Regions from separate parts of the Sus scrofa genome. Here region 1 is linked to region 2. A link is a contact called in public promoter capture Hi-C data. All regions are on one chromosome and are shown on one strand. Each heading gives the region's core, a stretch centred on a gene start, on an enhancer-like site or on the middle of the called end of the contact. The rest is flanking DNA. Distances are from core to core; before and after follow the strand shown.

Region 1 (6,109 bases), core at 2,201-4,700, 190 kb before region 2:
GCCCTCCGGGAGGCCGACAAGCGCCGACGCCGAGCCCGGGGTGCCACTGGGCCCCCTCGCCGCTGGCGCCGGTCACCCCCACCAGCTGGGGCTTTGCCTGGAAGGGTTGGAGGGAGGGAAGGAACTGAGATGCTGGCCCTCTGGGGGAGCCCCCCCCCACCACAGCCAGATGCTCCATCCACAAGCCTCTCCCTTGCTGGGCCTCTGAGCCCTCCACCTAACCTTTGCCCTTCCCTTCCTCTCCCATCAGGTCTTAGCACCTAATCCTCCTGCACACAAGCCCCACCTACTCCTCCCCCAGACCCAGATTCTAGCCCCTTCCCTAGACTTCACTGTCAGCCAAACCTTTCCAGGACCTTCTGCTCCCAGCCCTTCCCCTCCCCCTCCAGCCTTCACTCCCCTGGATCCTTCTAAAACCACAGAATGTCAAAGGTGCCTGAGTTGCTGGAAACCCCTCTCACTGTCCCTTCCACCATAGTGCAATAAGCAGACCTCATCCCAAAAAGGAGCAATAACTTGCTCCTTAAAAGCAACTAGTTGGCTGAGAAGCCCGGGCTGGCCCCTCCTGGCCCCATCCACCACCCAGGCCCCTGCTTCCCCATGTCTTACATTACCTGGGCCCTTGGGCGGGCAAGCCGGGAGGCCAGCCCCTTCCTCCTCCTCCTCCTCTTCTTCCTCCTCCTCCTCCTCAGGCCCCTGGGCCCCCAGGCCCTCGGCCTCGCCACAGGCCCCCAGCCCCAAGTGGGCATCCCAGCTGTTGCTGATGACTTCCTTCTCCCGGGGACTCCAATGCAGGGAGTACGGATGCTTTTGGCGGATGTGCCGCTTGATGGTGCTGAGCTTGAGAGTGGCCAGGGAGCTGCCACACACCATGCACACCATGCCGTGCCGGGCAGGGTTGAAGTCCATCAGGTACTCCAGCCTCCAGTGGTCGTGGTAGTAGCGCCGGTGGTCACGGCCGGGGATGCGGCTCTTTCCAGGCCTTGAGGCCCGGGCCTCACAGTGGTCTGAGTATTTCCTGCCTGAAGATGCGGGTCCCCTGGCCCTGGAAGAGGGCAGGGGGGCACTCCCCCAGGACCCCAAGGCACCCCCTTCCAGCTGAAGCTCTTGCCCTGAGGAAGGGGAGAAGGAGACAGTTTTTCAATCTCCGATTTCCAGGGAAGAACCCAGGGCTTCGATTTCACAGCCTGAGAAAGGGAGGGGGGGGTCATCCGGGGGCAGAAGGGGGGTGGTAACAGCAATAAAAGGGAGGTGGGTGAGCAGGGAGTCAAAACCTTGGCCCTTTATAGAGAGCGAGGTTCAAGAACAAAAGGATGCAGGGCACAGCTCTGACTTTCTGAGAAATAAGGTGAAGGCCAAGGAGGCGGCAAGCCCTGCCAGGGCCCCTCTTTGAGCCGTAGAGGTACGGTGTACATGCTGCGGCGGTTACAGCCAGAGCAGAGCAGCGGGGCGAGAAGAACAAAGGGGGCATCTGTCTGCTTCCAGGGCTGCACACAGGACCCACCCGCCTGAGGCCCCAGCCAGGAGGGCCCCACCCAAAGAGGATCTCCCTTTCTCGGATAATGCCTCAAATACACCGTCCTGAGAGTCCCACTTTAAGGGGCACTAAGCATGGTCAGTTACCCAAATTTAGGGGCCCACAGGACAGATCCCCATGACAAAGCTGTCAACACCTCCATGGAAAGGAGTTTTTAGGACCCTGACTGTCCTAGAGTCTCGGAGAGCTGATGACTGAAAAGGGATGGCAGAAGGGCCACCAGAGTGGCCACTGAAGATTCTGCGGCTGGGAGTGGCCACCACCCAGTGGAGTCCATTAAGTCTTTCTGGGGATTTATTTTTTGCTCTGGCAGGGAGCCGGCCACTGCCCAGCAATCAGAGGGCAGGCAGTGGAGAAGCCACCAGCCCAGGGGTATTCCCTTTCGCCAAACAGGCTGAGCAATCCCCACCCTCCCTACAGTTTGGACCCTATTTTATTAAAAAAAGGGCCTCCTGACCACATATGCCGAATGGACAGGTGTGGTCATTCTCCCAGTGGAGAATCTCACGGTCTAGGAAACAAAAGGCAGGATCAGAGAGGGCCCCTGTCATCACTGTGGTTTTGTTTGGTTTTGGATCTAGGGAGATCCAAAGAAAAAGAAAGCACTCCTTTCAGGGTTAGAAACCTGGTTCGACTCCTGGCTTCACTGGTAACTTGCTCTGTGACCTTTGATAGGTCATGTCCGCTCTCTGGGCCTAAGCGTCTTTGTCTGCAAAGGCACAGGATAGCTAGCTGGTCTCTGAGCATCCTTCCAGCGCTGGATATGTTAGTCTAAGATGGACTGGCCCTTTAAGAGCCGAAAAAAGGGGAGGAGCTGGGATTCCTTAAAAACAAAAGGGGATGGGGAGTTTCTGGGAGGGGAGCTCGGGGATTAGGACAGAATCTCCCAAGCTGGACAGAAGCTTCGGGGGTCTTAAGGCGTTGACCCTGAAGCAGAGGGATGAAGAAACAGTCTCCTCTGAGAGCAATGAAGAGGACCGGCTGGTCCCGCTATAGCTGACAAATTGTGGCAAATGTTCTGAAAAGAAGGGAGGGGATAACGCGCGGACAGGAGGGGTGTATGCCTTTGTGGGCGAGCCCATCCCTTCAAAAACTGCCCGCCGTTGGGAAGGTACCGGTAGGTCCCCAAGAGGCGCAAGCCATGCTCTTTCCCAGAGAGAACGCAGCGGGGGGAAAAGGGTTCCTTTCTCTAGGCAAGGCCACAGAAGAGAAGACAGCCCAACTTAAAGCAGCGGAGTCCCCAGCTCAGTTCTTCTGAGGGGAAGCCCGGAAAGAGACCCAATGTCTGAGCAGACTTTTAAGAGACAGCCGGATAAGGGAGACCACCTGGGAGTCTGAAAGAGAAAGGGGCGGGGGCCGCGAGCCAACAGCCTAGAGCGCGTGCCCCGTGGCGCCTGGCCGGGCCCTTCGGGGCCCCCCAGCTTGGCCTCCAAGGCGGGGGCCTCGGGGCCCTTTAAGGGGGAGGGGATCCGCCCGAGCCCCGCGGGCCAACCCCGGGAGCAGGGCGGGGGGCTCCCCGACTGGCCCCGCAGCCGCGATCCGCGCCCGCCAGGTGGCGCCCCCGGCCGCCCTGCCCGCGTCCCCCCCTTTGTTCGGCGGCGGAGAGGGGCCCGGAGCCCGGAGCCGCAGCCCTCCCTTCCCCCATGCCGGGGCCCCCACCCGAGCTGCCGGCCCCAGCCAGCTCTTACCGCCGTCGTCCTCCTCGGCTCCGCGCCGCCGCTTGATCCAGAGGGCGGCAGCCGTCGGCCCCGTGCCGAGGCCGCTGCTGGCCCGGGGCCGCCCCTGCCGCCGCCGCTCCGGCTCCGGTGGTCCCCGCTGGGCTCCATGCGCTGCGCTGCAGAGCGGGGCCCCGGGGCGGCGGGGCGTGGGGCCGCGGGGCCGACGGCGGCCCGCACGCGGCGCTCGGTGCGCGGGGCCCCGGGGCGCGGGGCGCATGCACGGGGCGGCCGGCCGCACGGACGGCTGGCTGCTAGCTCGGCGGCGCGGGCTGGACCGGGGTGGGGATTCCTGTCTGGGGCCCCTGGGGCTCCTTTAAGGGCTCCTGGGTAAATTTAAAGGGGCCGCGCGCTATTTCCTCCTGCCAGCTCTAGGGGGGCTGGGGGGAGAGGCGGGAGGCGACGAGCCAGACCAAGGCTCAGCAGCCGGTGCCCGCCGCGGACGTTAGAATCACGGACCTCGCGGACCCGCGCCGCCGCCTCCCGGGCTCAGGTCCCGGCTTCTGAAGGGTCACCGAGGTGGCCAGGGGCGCTTCGTCTGCTGCGACGCGCTTCCACCCCGGTTCGGCTCGCAGCCACTGCCCCCTCGGGGCATCTCCGCGCCCAGCTCCCCGCACAGGCGCTGGCTGGAAGGTCGCCGGGTGGGGAGGCCCGGGTCCCTGCAAGGGGCTGCCTCCTCCCGCGCAAGCTCGGCGCGGGCCCCAGAGCGGACACGACTGGCAGGGGCCCCTGATGGCTGCTGCCCCGCCGAAAGGGTGGAGCCGCGGGGGCGGCCGCGCCCCCTCCCGCGGGAGCCGCCCGCGAGCGCTGGGATTTCGGTCTTCTGCATTGGAGGGGGGACGGGCGAAGCTCCCCCGGAGCTAGCTGGGGCGGGGACCGCGGCCGCAGAGACTCAGGCCGGGGAGAGGGGGCGCGCAGTAGACCCGGCGAGAGCTGGCTTCGCCGCGGCCCGACGCTGCCGGGAGGAGGTGGCCCCAGGATGGAAGCCGGGAGCAGAGGGCGTGTGCCGCGGTGACTCAGGCTCCAGTCCTCGCAGGCCGGGGCTGCCAGACGAAGCCCTAGACGGGGCCTTAGACCCTCTGCATGAGGAGGCGAAGAACGCTGGCCCCGGGCGTGGTGTCGGACACTTGGGGACGCGTGCCACCACAGCTGGGAAGATCTGGGGCGGACCCTGGGTGCGAGCCCCCGGAAGCCTTGGAGCCCCTCAGGTCCCCGAAAGCTGAGAGGAGGGATTAGAGGAGCAGCCAGGAGTGCGGCAGCCTGGGGTCCTTCCGCGGGGACCAGCTGGAGGAGCAGGTGCTTTCTTTGCCTGTGGTTGGTCGCCCACAACAAAGGCGATTCCTAGAGATCCAAATTACAGGGTGCAGGAGGCCATGCAGGGTCTTATTATCTAGAGGTGGGTTTTATTCTCTTCCTTGGGGAGGTGCCCAGCAATCCGTTAAAGTCACCCTGGACTCATTCCTTTGCTTATTCCACACCTACTGTGTGCCAGCATGCTCCTAGGCGCTGGGCAGACAGCAGTGAACAAGAAAGTCTGATACTGTTCCTGACTTAGCACCCAAGACTTATAAAAAAGAAACAATTCCATCCCTTCGGGAGCCAATGGAAATAGTAAATTAATTGGAAGACAGGAAGCCTGTGTCCTAAGTGTGAAGAGGGGCCAGGAACTAAAATGTCTAAAATGCCTAAAAGGTGTCTAGCACCATTGGAAGTGTCCCATCTCTTCCTCAGTCCCCATGATGACCTGTGAAAGATGTCACCTTGGGTCGACAGGGACTCCATCCTACAGCCCTGCTCTCTCCACCGCTGGCCTTTTTCTCCAGAAAAAGCTGCGCTTCTTTACCCACTTGGGGCAGGGGCCCTGGAGCTGATGGGGCAGTGAAATGGGGCATTCCTTCCTTGACATGTACCTCACCTATGCCAGGCCAGGGACACAAAGGGAAAGTAAGACGCAGACCTGACCTTCACACGTTCCTAAGTATGGTTTTTCAAAAATTACAAAGATAACTCGTGTTCAGGGTTGGCTACGGTGAGACACTTTTTGTTTTTTTGCCATTTCTAGGGCCACTCCCTCGGCATATGGAGGTTCCCAGGCTAGGGGTCAAATCAGAGCTGTAGCCACCAGCCTATGCCAGAGCCACAGCAACGCAGGATCCGAGCCGCGTCTGCAACCTACACCACAGCTCACGGCAACGCCGGATCGTTAACCCACTGAGCAAGGGCAGGGATTGAACCCACAACCTCATAGTTCCTGGTCGGATTCGTTAACCACTGAGCCACGATGGGAACTCCGGTGAGACACTTTGATAAATGTCCTTCTGGTTGTTTTTCTCTGTGTATAAATAAGATAATTGAATTTGTTACCAACAAAAAGGTACAGACACCACCTAGAGCCACTTTTAACAACCTCTGTCTCCTCTCCTTGCCCACATCCTGCGTATGTAGCTTCAGGACTGGCTCCAAGCTCCAGGGTTCCAGGGCATCTTCCACTTGTCATTTGATCCCCAGAGCCACCCTACAAAGATGAAGCTTCGTTTTGCAGATGAAGAAGCAGAGACTCAGAGTGTTAAAGAGTCTCACCCAAGGCCAATCATTTACTTAGCCACTTACTGAAAAAGCATTGATTCACAACATTGTAAATCAACTATGCTTGAATTTTTTTTTTAATTAAAAACAAAATAGGGAGTTCCCTTGGTTGCCATGAGCTGTGGTGTAGGTCGCAGACACAGCTCGGATCCCACATTGCTGTGGCTCTGAGGTAGGCTGGAGGCTACAGCCCTGATTCGACCCCTAGCCTGGGAACCTCCACATGCGGAGGGTGTGGCCCTAGAAAAGACCAAAAAAAAAAAAAAAAAAA
Region 2 (6,174 bases), core at 3,541-6,040:
TGAGCCAAGTCTGCAACCTACACCACAGCTCAACAGCAACGCCGGATCCTTAACCCACTGAGCAAGGCTGGGGACCGAACCTGCAACCTCATGGCTCCTAGTTGTATTCATTAACCACTGCGCCACGATGGGAACTCCTGTCTAGTCTTTTTGGCGGGTGTCCAGTACCCCCTGGTTGCTGTGGGCACAGATTAGGCCGTGAGTCTCTGAGAGGAGAGCTGTCTTTCGTATGGTAGCTCTGCCCTGCCAAGGCGTTTGATTTGGTGTCTCCCTATTTTTGTGCCCCTGGAGCCCAAAGGGATGCAGTGATCCCCTTGGCCCAGGACAGCTACCTTCGTCCAAAGGTGTGCATCTCGACCCGCCTCCCAGACTGCGAGGCCGCTTCGTCAGGACCCTTGCTCTCCCACTGCCAGCAGCTGCTGCAGTGTCTTGAAGGGGCAGGACCATAGATTTGGGTGAATGGGAGAGTTTACCATGTGAGCAAGCTGTTGTGCTGGAAGCCCCTCCTCCCTTGTCCTTTACTGGGCCTTACCTCTGATCACCTTGCTGTGTCCCTTCTTCCTGACCATGTCAGAGGCCTGGGGGCCGCCTTATGTGCAAGCAAGTTGCTTGTCCTCCTGGAAAGCAGTGTCTGGCTGGCTGTCATTATCCTGCGTCTGGAGGCGTGGATGTCTGCCCTAGGGTGCACACGGGCTGGAGGGGTGGCTGCCTTCGTGGCAGGTGATGTGTCAGCAGAGGACTGCGGGAGTTCCCTTGTGGCCTAGCGCTTAAGGATCTGGCGTGTTGAAATGGGAGATTACCCAGTGGGTCCAGTGTAATCATAGGAGTCCTTAAGGTGGACGGGACCGGAAGATAACTGGCATCTCACACATGCCACCCGAGGGTCCTGCCAGCCGCAGGGCTTAGAAGGTGGAGAAATGGGCTGCCTTCCAAGGAGTGCAGTGGCTTCTAGAAGCTAAGGACAGCCCTCAGTTGACAGCCAGCAAGGACAGGAGGACCTCAGTTCCAGAGCTTCAAGGAACTGATTCTGCAAACAGCCTGCATGAGTAGGAAGCAGATTCTCCCTCAGAGCCCCTTGAAGGGAACACAGCCTGCACAAACCTTGATTTTAGTCTGACGGAACCCATGCCAGACCTCTGACCTCTCATTTGCGTTGTTCTAAACCGAGTCTGCACTAAGGAAACAAATGCGTCATTCTGGCGCTGCGAGGCCAGCGGGAGGGGCTGGCACCAGTGGATGGATCCTTAACAGACTTGGGGTGAACTGGGATCCTTAACAGACTTGGGGTGAACTGGGATGTGAGGCATTTACAGGAGGAAAATGCCCCGAGAAGGAGCATGAGGGGGTGGAGGGCTCTCCCTTTGCCCCCTCTGCCCCCTCCTCTGCTTGCTTTCTGCCTTAGGTGGTGCGAACCCCGCAGGCAAGTATCACCCCGGCCAGCACCCCCGAAGCACGGCGCCTGTTCAGTTTCAGCAGCCTGGCCTCTGTGCCATTAATGCCTTGCTAGACCACGACTTTGGAGCCGGCTGCTGTGGGCCACTGTGATTCCTGTGTGGCAGCTCTGGAGGTCCATTTCGGGGCTGGGCACGCCCCCGCCCTTCCCATCTGGACAGCTGCCTGACTCCCAAGCTCGCCTCCGGAGGGATCGCCAAGGCCTCATCTTTGGCTCACCTTGAGGCTTTCTCCTGGCCGTGGCCCCCCTTGGGATGGTTGTGGCTTTCCCAAGGCCCGTGCCATGTCCCTGTTACCTGGCTCTCTCCCCTGAGACGTTGTGTGGCGCTGGAAGCCATGTGGCTCTCTAGGGCCTCTGTGCTTCCTCTGGCTGAGGCTTCAAAGTCCCTGGGTCCTGGTATGGGTCCCCTCTCCACTTGACCATCCAACGGTCATGGATGTGGCATTGGGGCACATTCTGGGGCTGGGAGGAGGCATCTATGCCGTGTCAGTTCGCTGGCTGCTCCCTGTTACCTTTGCCACTGTCTCTAACAGCAGCCTGAACCCAAGCATCAGTGCTGCCTGTTTCATTATAGGTCTCAGTGGGCAGGACCAGCAGTGCTGGACCATTGCTAGGTTTGCAAATTAAGAGGCAGAGATAAATGTCTGGAGCTATGCTGGTGATTCCTGGCAAATGTGCTGTTGGGTTTTAGATGCTTCCAGATGGAGAATCAGGGAGTTTCCCTGGTGGCCTGGTAGTTAAGGATCTGGTGTTGTCACTGCTGTGTCACAGGTTTGATCCCTGACCCAGGAACTTCTGCATGCTTTGGGTGTGGCCAAAACAAACTACAACCAAAATCCAAAAATGGTAAAAATACCAGGAGAGATGGAATGAGGGTAAGAAAACCATTATTAACCACCAACTTAATTGGCATGGAAAAGAGTGGGGCAGGGCGTTCCCATTGTGGCTCAGCAGAAATGAATCCGCCTAGTATCCACAAAGGTGTGGGTTTGATCTCTGGCCTCGCTCAGTGGGTTAAGGATCTGGCATTGCCGTGAGCTGTGGTGTAGGTCGCAGATGCGGCTCAGATCCCCGTTGCTGTGGCTGTGGTGTAGGCCGGTAGCTGTAGCTCTGATTAGACCCCTGGCCTGGGAACTTCCATATGCCACAGGTGCAGCCCTAAAAAGCAAAACCAAACCAAACCAAAAGAATGGGGCAAAAGTTGACCGTCCTGGGGCTGGATGAAGAGCCAAAGCTTCTCTCTGGCCATTTCCTTCCCATTCTGCCTGACAAGCGGGGAGTTGGGCAGCAGGTCGGGGGAGGGGGGCCTCATTTGCACTCCCTGTATACGCTGAGGGGGCAGGTCTGTTCCTCGAGCCCCAGACCCTTGTGTGGGAGGGAGGCATTCATTTGGTGTCGGCAGCCTTGCTGCAGTCCAGCCCTGGGCCACAACGGGGATTCCTTCTCTCTCTCCAGAACTGGACTCCCTACTCAAAACAAGGAGTGTGGGTAAGAGTGGAGTTGCCGTATAGCTATTTTCAAGATTTTTGTAAAAAGCCAAATAGAAATCATCTTTTCGTCATTAACTGTCTTAGCTTCTCCTTCGGCAATACAGGTGCTACTGACTGACAATCCGACTGGCGGTTACAGATTTCATTGTTAAAACTGGGAAAGGGAATGAGCAGTTTGATGGGCATGGGGTCCGAATGGTGGACCCTCGGCTTTCTTGAGTTTGGAGCAATCCCAAGGTTCAGTGACCCAATACATAGTAATTTGCAATGTTGCTGGACACAGACTTGGCATTCCTAGTGTTGCCCAGACAGCCTCTGTGGGCTGTGTGATGAGCCCAGGCACCAGCTGCCCCTGCTCCAGCGCTGGATGTAGCTCACGAAGACATTCAGCCACACTGTGCTCCCATGCTGTCAGGAACTGAGGGGTCTGACTGGGCTCAGGCACAGCCTCCTCAAGTGCTAACATATCACTATCATGTCACAAAAAGGCCCTCCATAGTGAAAAGTTGAGAAGCTGAGCCCCAGATTGTAACCTCATTAAATAACAGCATCTTTAGCACCCAAGGCCTTGCCACATTTTTTTGTTTTTCTTTTTAAGGTCACACCTGCGGCATATGGAAGTTCCCAGGCTAGGGGTTGAATCGGAGCTGCAGCTGCCGGCCTACGCCGCAGCCACAGCAATGAGGCGTTTGAATACAGCTGTGACCTACACTACAGCTTGCAGCAACGCCAGATCCTTAACCCACGGAACGAGGGCCAGGGATCGAACCTCACAGACACTATGTTGGGTTCTTAACCTGCTGAGCCACAATGCGGACTCCACATTTTATTTTTAGATAATTCACAGGCAATCTGAGTAGACACATAAAGATCCCGTCTACCCTGTCTACAGGTTACTCACTTCCCGCCACGGGTAGCGCTTTGCACCTGAAACTATAGTACCGCACATTCCAGGATATTCATATATAATCAAGAGAAAGAGCATTTCCATCTCCACAAGGAGGCTCTTCTGTTTCCTTTTCACCATCACACCCACTTCCCTTCTGCCCCCAACTCCTCCTTAAGCCCGGGCAATCACTAATCTGTTTTCCCTTCTTACCAACCCTTCTTTTTCTTTTCTTTTTCTTTTTTTTGGACTGTGCCCACAGCATTCAGAAGTTCCTGGGCCAGGGGTCGAACCCACTCCACAGCAGTGACCTAAGCCACAGAAGTGACAATGCCAGATCCTTAACCCCTAGGCCACCAGGGAGCTCCCTCAACTCCTTTCTTTAACAACCAAACAATCCCCCCCCAAATCTCTAATTTCCTCCTATTCATAAGGGCAGAGAGTCCAAAGTTAGGTCTTTGACCTCAAGGGACATGTTCTTTCTGCCAGAAGCAGGATACCAATGCCCGCTCAGAACTGAGGCTCAGGGAAGAGGGGCGGTAATGCCCAGGGCTCTGATGTTAACGCCAGGTGATCCTCATTGTAAGCGCCTGAAATGAGTTCTAGAGCCCGAAGCAGGAATGTTGCCTTCAGTGATTTTAATTTCATCTTCCTGCTTATCTCAATAACACAATCCGCGCTTCAAACTCCAGTGAAAAGAAAACTGAAGCGGCCCCAGGAGGCTCTTATCACTACCGGGCACATTGGGAGCCTGGGATGATGGAGCTGAGCAAGCTTGCGGGTGGAGGGTGGGCGGGGACTGCCTGGCTTTCGCTCGGCTTCCACCGCAGCCCGAGGGACTGGGAGCCCCTCAGGTGGCAACGCCTAAGGGGATCCTGTTGCTAGGGGCGTTACTAAGGAGGTGCCACAAGGAGGGGCTCTCTTCCGGGAGGAGGGCGACTGGTAACCCGGAAGTGGTCGGCAGTGCGGCGCTGTTTAAAGATGGCGGCGGAGGAACCTCAGCAGCAGAAGCAGGAGCCGCTGGGCAGCGACTCTGAAGGTACCCACCCGGGGAGGGCTGTCCGGCCTAGGCCAGCGGGGGCGATGCCGGGTCACCGGCTCACGAGGAGGCCAAGGGCGGAGCGGCCAGCTTCGAAGCGCGCTTATGGCCCCTTCCTCCTCCACCTCCTCCGCCGCCGCCGCCGCCTCCTCCCCTCCCCCTCACAATGGAAGGAGCGGTCGCCGCGACCCCCGGCCGGGCGGGCGGCGTGCGAGAGAGCAGTGCTAGCCCGGGCCCCCGGCTCTTCCCCATTGCGCGTTCCCGGGGCGGAGCCTGGGCCGCGCCCGCCCCCCACCCAGCCCCCTCTCCGCCGGGCGCCTGGCCCTGGGGTCCCCAGCCGTCCAGCCCTGGTCCTTGCAGTCAGGCCCAGGCCTAGTCTGGGCCCGGCCGCCTGCCTTCTCCAGACCAACCCAAGCCCGGGAGGGCGTCGAATTACACCGGGCTGCGGAGCACAAAGGGCTGGGCAGGCCGCCGGGGATGCTGCGGGCGCCCTGGGGTCTTGAGCGGCCGCCGGTGTGTGCCCCTGAGGGCAGCAGCCTTCATTTTCGGTAGAGCCCCTTCTTCTGCCTTTGCAGCCCCTTTCCGCCTGACTAGGCGTTGTATCCTTAGACTCCTGAAGAGCTGGTCCTTTTAAATGGTCCACTCTCTTCTTTTTCACCCCAAGATAGACTCTGGGGCCTGAGTAGGTCCTCAGGGTGAGAGGGACATTCCTGTTGCAGGGCAGTGTAGGCGATGGGTCGAGGCCCAGCCGAGGATCCAGGATGCTCAAAGTTAAAAGTATTGGCCTTAAAAATCATTCAGGACACACCTCCTGTTCTAACTGCACACTTGAAGGACTGAACTTTGGGAGACCCGTCCCACTAGAAGGGACTTGTTTGTAACCACATAAGTTAAGAAAGAGCTGGGGCCAGGATTCAGGTCCCTTGGCTTCTCCCCAGTGGCTGCTCAGAGTGGGGCCCACAGGGTGGACCTGCTCAACTCACGGATGAGCACTTAACAGTGTGCCTCTAAGGAACCACCTCCTCAGGACATCTCGCTGAGGGGATGGTGGTGGTATCAGTCCCTGCTTCCAGCCGAGGACAGGCCTCTGCACTCAGGTGGCCCCGGGGGAGTAATTGTGAAGAGCTCAAACTTTGAAATGAGACACACCTGGATTTGACCACAGGTCTTTCTGGTTGTGACCTTGGGGGGGTTACGTCACCTGTCTGCATTTGTTATCTAAAATGGGCGTATGCAGGATGGAGAGTTGTTGTAGCACAGTGGGTTAATGATCTGGCTTGTCTCTGGAAGCGCCAATTGGATCCCT

Evidence for each region. Promoter capture Hi-C pulls out the DNA fragments that hold promoters and counts their contacts.
Region 1: a promoter capture Hi-C map of fetal liver shows a contact between it and region 2, with 2.2 times the contacts expected there. The contact joins the promoter of C2H11orf95 here to the promoter of OTUB1 in region 2. A contact is called at or near these places in 1 of 5 promoter capture datasets (fetal liver) and 1 of 2 datasets of contacts at active chromatin or transcription factors (alveolar macrophages).

What each region holds. Positions count from the first base shown.
Region 1 is chr2:8,279,381-8,285,489 of Sscrofa11.1, reverse strand. C2H11orf95 reads right to left here and starts at 3,450. Exons shown (of 6, transcript XM_003122601.4): 1 at 3,243-3,450; 2 at 3,226-3,240; 3 at 615-1,112; 4 at 1-97. The coding sequence starts at 3,363.
Region 2 is chr2:8,094,171-8,100,344 of Sscrofa11.1, reverse strand. It overlaps OTUB1 (OTU deubiquitinase, ubiquitin aldehyde binding 1), which reads left to right and starts at 4,790. Exons shown (of 7, transcript NM_001162403.1): 1 at 4,790-4,868. The coding sequence starts at 4,811.